2 separate regions of the Mus musculus genome follow, and region 2 is linked to region 1. Evidence: chromatin contacts called from public HiChIP or PLAC-seq data. All regions are on one chromosome and are shown on one strand. Each heading gives the region's core, a stretch centred on a gene start, on an enhancer-like site or on the middle of the called end of the contact. The rest is flanking DNA. Distances are from core to core; before and after follow the strand shown.

What was found. HiChIP or PLAC-seq counts read pairs in DNA pulled down with a chosen protein or histone mark.
Region 2: a contact with region 1 is called in a FOXA1 HiChIP or PLAC-seq map of pancreatic cancer cells. The contact joins two enhancer-like sites.

The regions. Positions count from the first base shown.
Region 1 is chr1:183,226,187-183,229,857 of GRCm38.p6, reverse strand. No RefSeq gene overlaps it. Among named protein-coding and RNA genes, the nearest start is that of Disp1, 6.5 kb to the right of the region's middle. Within about 2 kb of position 2,032, at least 8 of the 459 cell types and tissues checked have an H3K27ac peak or open chromatin away from gene starts, as enhancers often do. A contact at or near this core is called in pancreatic cancer cells, where this site is marked.
Region 2 is chr1:183,433,936-183,437,649 of GRCm38.p6, reverse strand. Hhipl2 (hedgehog interacting protein-like 2) reads right to left here. Exons shown (of 9, transcript NM_030175.5): 8 at 2,525-2,607; 9 at 597-1,441. The coding sequence ends at 1,170. Among named protein-coding and RNA genes, the nearest start is that of Hhipl2, 17 kb to the right of the region's middle. Within about 2 kb of position 2,244, at least 14 of the 459 cell types and tissues checked have an H3K27ac peak or open chromatin away from gene starts, as enhancers often do. A contact at or near this core is called in pancreatic cancer cells, where this site is marked.

The DNA of each region.
Region 1 (3,671 bases), core at 783-3,282:
TCCTAAGTGATACTCTTTCACGTTTTTTTTCACCAGGGGAACATAAGCTGCCTAGGGTCTGGCTCTAATCTGTGTTAGAAAATGGTCCATATTTTGTAGCGTTTGGGTGACTGGTGGACTAAACTTGAATGATTTTAGTAAGTCATTTTAACCCATCCTCCATGTTCTTGTTTCACAGTGTCCAGGAAATAATGGTAGCTAGGCAAGGGCTTGCTATTTTGATGGAGTTCCCTTTGTAAGCTCTCTTCATCCAGCTCAGACCCTCTCTGGGTTCCAGATGAGAAAACGGGGTGGGGTGGTTGTTGACTTTAATTCCTGGCATTTTGGCACTCTGGCAAGACAATCTTCTCAAACTGGGAAAGCTTTGGATAACAGACATCCAAGAAGATGCTTCAATTTCCCACGCCCTTGAGTAGATAGGATGTTTGTTCACTCTCCACTGAACAAACGTTTACAGAGAGCTGAGTATGCTAGGTCACGGGAACAAAGGGAAGGTGGAGTTAGCAGAAGTGGGACCGGAGCCTCCCCTCTCGGGAGGGGCTGCACAGCCATAGGGTACACTGAGAAGACTAAGGCAGGTTTGGAAGCAGGATAGAAGCTGGGACCTGGTCCTCATGACTGCTTCTAAAATGAGAGGCCTGAGGTAATGATGTTAGGAAAACAGCTAAGCCCTTCTCTGCTTCCAGGATCCCAATCTCCTTCTGTACTTCCTGTTGGCAAAGTCTGACTGGCAAAGGAGAAATACCTGTGGGGCTCAGTGTGGAGATGCGCTGACCCAAGAAGATGCTCGCTGTCAGCAGGGAACGGACACTAGGTCTAATGTGGACCGCAAGTGTAATTAGCATGTTGTGGGTTAAAGAACTGGATACTAGACTTCCATTTGATTCCTCCAGCCTCCTTTCTGTTTAAAATAAAGGAGGGCTGGGAGATAGGGAGAAGGGAGAAGCAGAGAAGGGGGAGGGGGAGGGGCGGGGGAGGAGGGGAGGCTGAAGCTGGTGGGAAGAGGCCAGGGAGCACTGAGAACTCAAGAAATGTTGCCAATGGGCTCCTTGGAGAGACCGCTGGCAAGGATGTGGGCGTGAGGTAGCAATCACTTAGTGTTTTCTTGGAAGGGTGGGTCCCGTGCTCCATTTTTCAGAAACGCCGCATACGTTCCCCTTACATTCTCCAGGCTCCATGCCTCCACTATCAAAATTCCACAGGACTGCAAGGAGGGATGAAAGAGGTAAGGAAATAAAGACCCTTTTATGGCTCTGTCATGCTCCTCTTCCCCCAAGGAAAATACAATTAGCCTGCACTGTATTTTCGTTTAACTTTCTGAAAGAATGGGGAGGGGACAAAAGGAAGTGACATCTTAACAAATCTACATAGTTCTGCAGGGAAGGTGAATCTCCCCTTAAAATGGCTGAGGTTACCTGCACAATTATAAACTTTTTGAAAACAATGTGGTTTTAAATGATTGTTTATTTATTGGCAATTGCATTGTTCTCGAGCTTAAACTTCTAGGTGACAATGTCTGCCCTGATGTCCTGGGTATGGGTAAGCCTGAGAGGCACCAGAAAGAAAATAGCCTTGGGGTTCCTGCATGCGAGGGTCGTGCTCTACCACAGAGCAACATTCCTACCGCACAAATATATTTCTCCTCACCCTGAGACCCAGCACTGAACATTCGTTTTCTTCCTAGCTGTGAGCTCTCTGAGTTAAAGCTGTGGGTCTATTTTAATTATCAGACCACAGAGTGCAATTTTACCGAAAACTGGCTTGTTTTGCTAGTTTGTATTGGAATTGAGTAGGTGAAGACCCCTGCCCCCACCCAGGAATATTCTGCTTAGCTTTGATTTCTTTTGAGAGAGTGGGTATGGAAAACAAAGTGACATTTGTATGCCGGTCACTCATATGGCAATGCCCATTGTAGTCCGGCAGTCCCAGATGTGGGAGTGCCCATTGTTGCTGAAGAAAGACAAATATGACTACAATTTCAAATGACTAACTTGTCCTTAGGGACGCACCCACCCAGACCTTCAGCTAATGGGTACAATGCCAAGATTCCTGCTATGTGTCTCTCTTACTCTTGGAATCTACTGTTTTCAGTCATCAAGAGGTCAGAAACAGAAACACCTGACTGTTTTGTAAGTCGCCTCCATGGAAACCACACCAGCTTCGTTTGAAATCCACAGGAGAACAGAGTTGATAAGGGCATTATCTTATTTCTAGTTATAAATATGTTTGCTTCGAGCAGAGTGTGAGGGCTGGGGAGATGGCCTAGTAGATGACGCATTTGCTACTGAAGTATGAGGGAGGACCAGCGTTTGGATTCCCAGAGACCTTGTAAAAGCTAGGTGGGTGTGCTGGGCCACCTGTGACCCCAGAGCTTTGGAAGTAGAGACGGTATTTTTGGAGCAAGGTGGCTAGCTCACTAGCTGAAGTGGCAAGCTTCAGGATTGGAAAGGAAGTAGCCTCAGTAGATGAAGTGGAGGGTCATTATGGAAGACATTCATGCAACCTTTGGCCGACATGCATGTACGTACATATGTACATATGCACGCATGCACACACACATACACACACACACACACACACACGCTGCACCCATACACGTATGCCCAGTTCTGAGTGCCCACCACATATGAGAACACAATCTATACACTCCTGAATACCACACACACATGGGGAAAAAAAGAGTGTAAATTGGTATTAAAAGTGTTTGCATAGGATCTACAAACCTATATAATTTGTCCAAAATTCTTAGGTGGGGGAGAAGATTAGGATTTGTTTAATGAGCATGGAGTTTCGTTTTGGAAAGATGAACATGTTCTAGTAGCACATGATAGCAGAGCTGGTTGATTTTGTCACAGCTCGACACAAACTAGAGTCATCTGGAAAGAGGGAACCTCAATTGCAGGAACTCCTCCATCAGATTGGCCTGTAGTCTAATCTGTGGGGGCATTTTTGTTTGTTTGTTTGATGATCGATGGAGGAGGGGCTGGCCTACGGTGGACCAGGGTGGTGTGAGAAGATACCGAGCCTGGGAAACACACTAGGTAGCGTTTCTGTGTGGCCTCTGCTTCAGTTTTGCCCCCCGAAGTTTCTGCCTTGAGTTCCTGCCCTGACTTCTTTCATAATGGACCCTAAGTTGTAACTGAAATAAACTCTTTCCCCTTCGAGCTGCTTTTAGTCATGGTGTTTATCACAGCAACAGAAAGCAAAGGCCGGTGCTGGTGGGTCACATGGTGAATGCAGTTCCTGCTGCCGAGTTAATCGGTTACAATGGTGTTAGGCTTCGGATTTTGATTATCTCCCAAAGACGGATTGGGAGTTAAAGGTTTGGTCCCCGGTGTGGTGCTATTAGGAAGCAGAGGACCATTTGGGATGTGGGATTACTGGAAGGAAGTTAGGGGATGAAGGGGATGTTGCAATTCTATCCCTCTCTCTCTTTGTTGTCCAGCTGGCATGGGGTGAACAGAGTTTCTCAGCCCTGCCCTCTGTCATGACACATGCCAAGTGGGATGACGAGACAAGACAAATCTTTTTTTTTTTCTACAAAAGTTTTTTTTTTTTTGTCATGGTTATTGGAAGATGACTAACATATATGACTAACATACATGACAAGATTATGCTGCTTATCACACACACAAAAAAATCAGCATATCGAAAGTCATGTTCTTAATTAT
Region 2 (3,714 bases), core at 995-3,494, 210 kb before region 1:
CAGAAAGAAAAAAACCCTTCAGAGTATGTTCAGCCCCGTTAGAGCGGTGCCCACATCACCTCTAAAAGCCATAGCAGCCCTGGTACACGACACTGTGTTCTCTTTAAACTAAGCATCCATGCTGTCCTGGATGTTGTTCCTGATTTGGAGAGAGACCTGTCAGAATCCTGCTCCCTCTCTTAGTTATATTTTTAGTGGGTACAGATATTTTGCCTGCATGTATGCATACATATCCCATGTATATCAGATCCCCTGGATCTGGAGTGAGAGGCAGTTGTAAGGTGCCTTGTGGGTGCGTGGGACTGAACCCAAGTCCTCTGGAAGAGCAGTAAGTGCTCTTGATTTCTGAGCCATCTCTCCACCATCACAACCACCCCTCCACACACACACCCTATAGTTCTCCATTCCTCCTGTAGTTCAAAAGCTGCAGGCTTTACTGTTTTGAGATGGAGCACTGCCTGGCTGCTCTGTGACTGGGAAGTCCAGTCAAGAAGCCCCCACCTTCCTTATCTCCCACAGAGTTGTACAGCAAGGCTAAGCAAGATCAGGAGATTTCAAAATGAAGCATACAGAGAGGGCAAACAGAGGACCCCAAATGGAATGCAGTTGTGTTTATTGGCCATTAGCTGAACCCAAATAACAACTGCTGGAGGATCAGAGGCAAGCCTCCTTGTCTTCAGTTCACAGGCTTCTGTCTGGAGGAAAGAAAGGGGCCATCTATCTTCCAGAGGGCTTACATAGGAGCCAGTCACAGGCAGCAGCAGAGAGGAGCGAGCTGCTAAAGCAAGCTGGCTGAAACATGCTAGATTCCCCATTGCCAAACACTGAGATCAAAGGATGTGTACGTGTAAGCCAAAGGTAATTTATTACCCCAGGTAGAAAGGATGTCAGGTGGGATGCCAGGCAGGTATGCACACTGGACATGCCATAAGCCACGTGCAAGGTCCTGTGGGCTGTGGTATCTCCACAGAAATGCTGCCCGCAGACCAGGCTCATGTTTCTTCAGTAGACAGCAAGATTTCCCAGGGAGGGAAAAGACCACACAGAAAACAGCCCACCGCCACCCAGGCTTCTTGACTGTCTGAGTCCCAGACTCAGAATGGACAGCATTATGCACTCAGTGAAGCATTCTCCTGTCTCAGGTCTCATCGGCCAAGATGACCAAGAGGTCATGGGTGACTTCTGCCTGCGGCCTGTCTCATCCCTACACCATGGCTGTCAAGATTGGGCTTCCTCTTGCCCTGGGGACGTGGGGACCACACTCTGCTTTTCTTCTTGGTACCAGGCCTTCGAAATGTTTTCTTGCTGCTTCGGGAAGAAGCTGGCTTCTTGAGGGAGCCCTTCTGAGATGCAACCCTGTCTGAGCTAGAAGTGAAGGTTGCGTTGGATGCTTTTCGGGCTGCTTTCTGCGATTCCTCCTTCAGCAAGTCCAAGACTGTGGCTGGAAGGTAAGCATTGATTCAGTGAGAAAGGGACACCCCAGGAAGAAGCTGTAAAAGGAGCCCTAAGGAACCTCACAGGGCCTGGCAGAGTTCTCTGGGCTGGCCTCCAACTCTGGTTCAAGCAATCCTCCTACCTCTGCCTCCTGAGGAACTGGTACTGTGAGTGCCGCCACACCCAGCTTGCCATAAGGGAACTGTGGTATCAATTGTTTGTATTGACATTGTTTTAATACCCCTATCAGGCCTGGCAGTAAATGCCTTCCTTTGTGGATTGAGGTCACTCCAGAGATAAGTGGTTCTGGGATGTCTGCCTAAGATTGCATCTTGCCTCTTAAAAGTCTTCCATGACTCCCTGTTTTACCATGAAGAATTCCTCACCTCAGGCTCCCTCACAGTAACCTACATAGCCTCCAAACCAGAACCTCACAACTAACTTATTTCTCTATGTCCCCCTCCCATCTGACTCCAAATTTGCATAGGTCAGAGGTGTTGAGTATCTGTTGCTGTATCTCCAGGCTTAGCACAGAACCTCCCACAAAGTAAATACTGAATAATTATCACCAAATGAATGAATACATAAACAATTGCATGCATGCATGGACGGATGACTAGAGGACAGCAGATCACAGTAGAAGCAGGCATCCCACTAATTCCGGTCTGCAGAAGAGATGCATACACTGAGCTACAAGTTAATAGTCCTCATAACCCTTTAGAGAGGAATTATGACCCCTGGAGCTCAAGACAGCTCAGCCATTGAGAACACTATCTGCTCTTGCTGAAGGCCCAGGATCAGTTCCCAGCACCACCCAGTGGCTCACAACCAACAGGAACCCGGGTTACAGGGCATCTGAAGCCTCATTCTGGGCTCTGTAGGCTCCTGCACACACACACACACACACACACACACACACACACACACACACAGGCAGTGCACATATACAAATGCAGGCAAAGCATGCAGACACAATAAATATTACAAGAAGAAAACAGGAAAGTCTGACCCTCCACCCAGGGGATTACCACGTGTTTGCTAAGGATGTGGCTGTACCCATGACTAAGCCAAACCTCAGGAAGGGACTCACCGGCGAGTGGCCGGAACCGGACCTTCTTACTCTTGGTTTTCACGGGCACTGGCTTGTATTTGCACTTGCCTGGTGGGGCTCGCCTATAAACACGGGCAGAGAGGGCAGTGTCACAAGTTGGTGAAATCACAATCACACATCGAGGTCTCCTCAGGGTGTACATTTACAAGAGCTGGGCTTGGCCCTTTCTTGTCCAGGGGCTGGGTAGTTATGGTAGGAGTGTGCGCTGAGCTCAGATGGAGAGGAGGAAGGGTCCCCAGTGCCTTCAGGAGGCAGTGGAGAATGGAGGTCAGCATGGGGTCTGGTGACAGGCACAACTGGGTCCATATCAGAGTAGCCCAGGACATCTTACAAAGCCTCAATTTATGCATCTATGAAATGAAAAAAAAAATGGTTTTCAATGGCTCACAGGGAAATAGTGAAGGTTAACTGAGAGCTGTGTCTCTGCCACACCATAAGTGACTGGTGAAGAATGGAGTTTAAAAAAATAACATTTGGACAAGGTCCAACAGATAGTAAGTGCTGAACAGATAATGGGGATGGTGATGGTGGTGATAGTGGTGATGATGGTGATGATGGTGTTGATGGTGACGATGGTGGTGATGGTGGTGATGGTGATGATGGTAGTGATGATGGTGTTGATGGTGACGGTGATGGTGGTGATGATGGTGGTAATGTTGGTGGTGATAATGGTGATGTGATGATGGTGGTGGTGATGGTGGTAATGTTGGTGGTGATAATGGTGATGTGATGATGGTGGTGATGATAGTGACAGTGATGGTGATGGTGGTGATGGTAGTAATAATTGTTGCAATGGTAATAATGAATCACTTTGGGCTGGTGAGATGGCTCAGTGGGTAAGAGCACCCAATTGCTCTTCTGAAGGTCTGGAGTTCAAATTCCAGCAACCACATGGTGGCTCACAACCATCCGTAACAAGATCTGACTCCCTCTTCTGGTGTGTCTGAAGATAGCTACAGAGTACTTACATATAATAATAAATAAATCTTTAAAAAAAAAAAATAATGAATCACTTTAAGAAAAATCCCTTCAAAGGGACAATGGGACAGAAGCTAAGCACGGCCCATCCTCACCAGCTAGCCTCGCCTTGCAGTTAAGTTGCATGTCCCCATGTGCAATGCCTGAAACAAATGGGGCTTTGGGCACTGAACTGGAACCTCCCAGCCAGT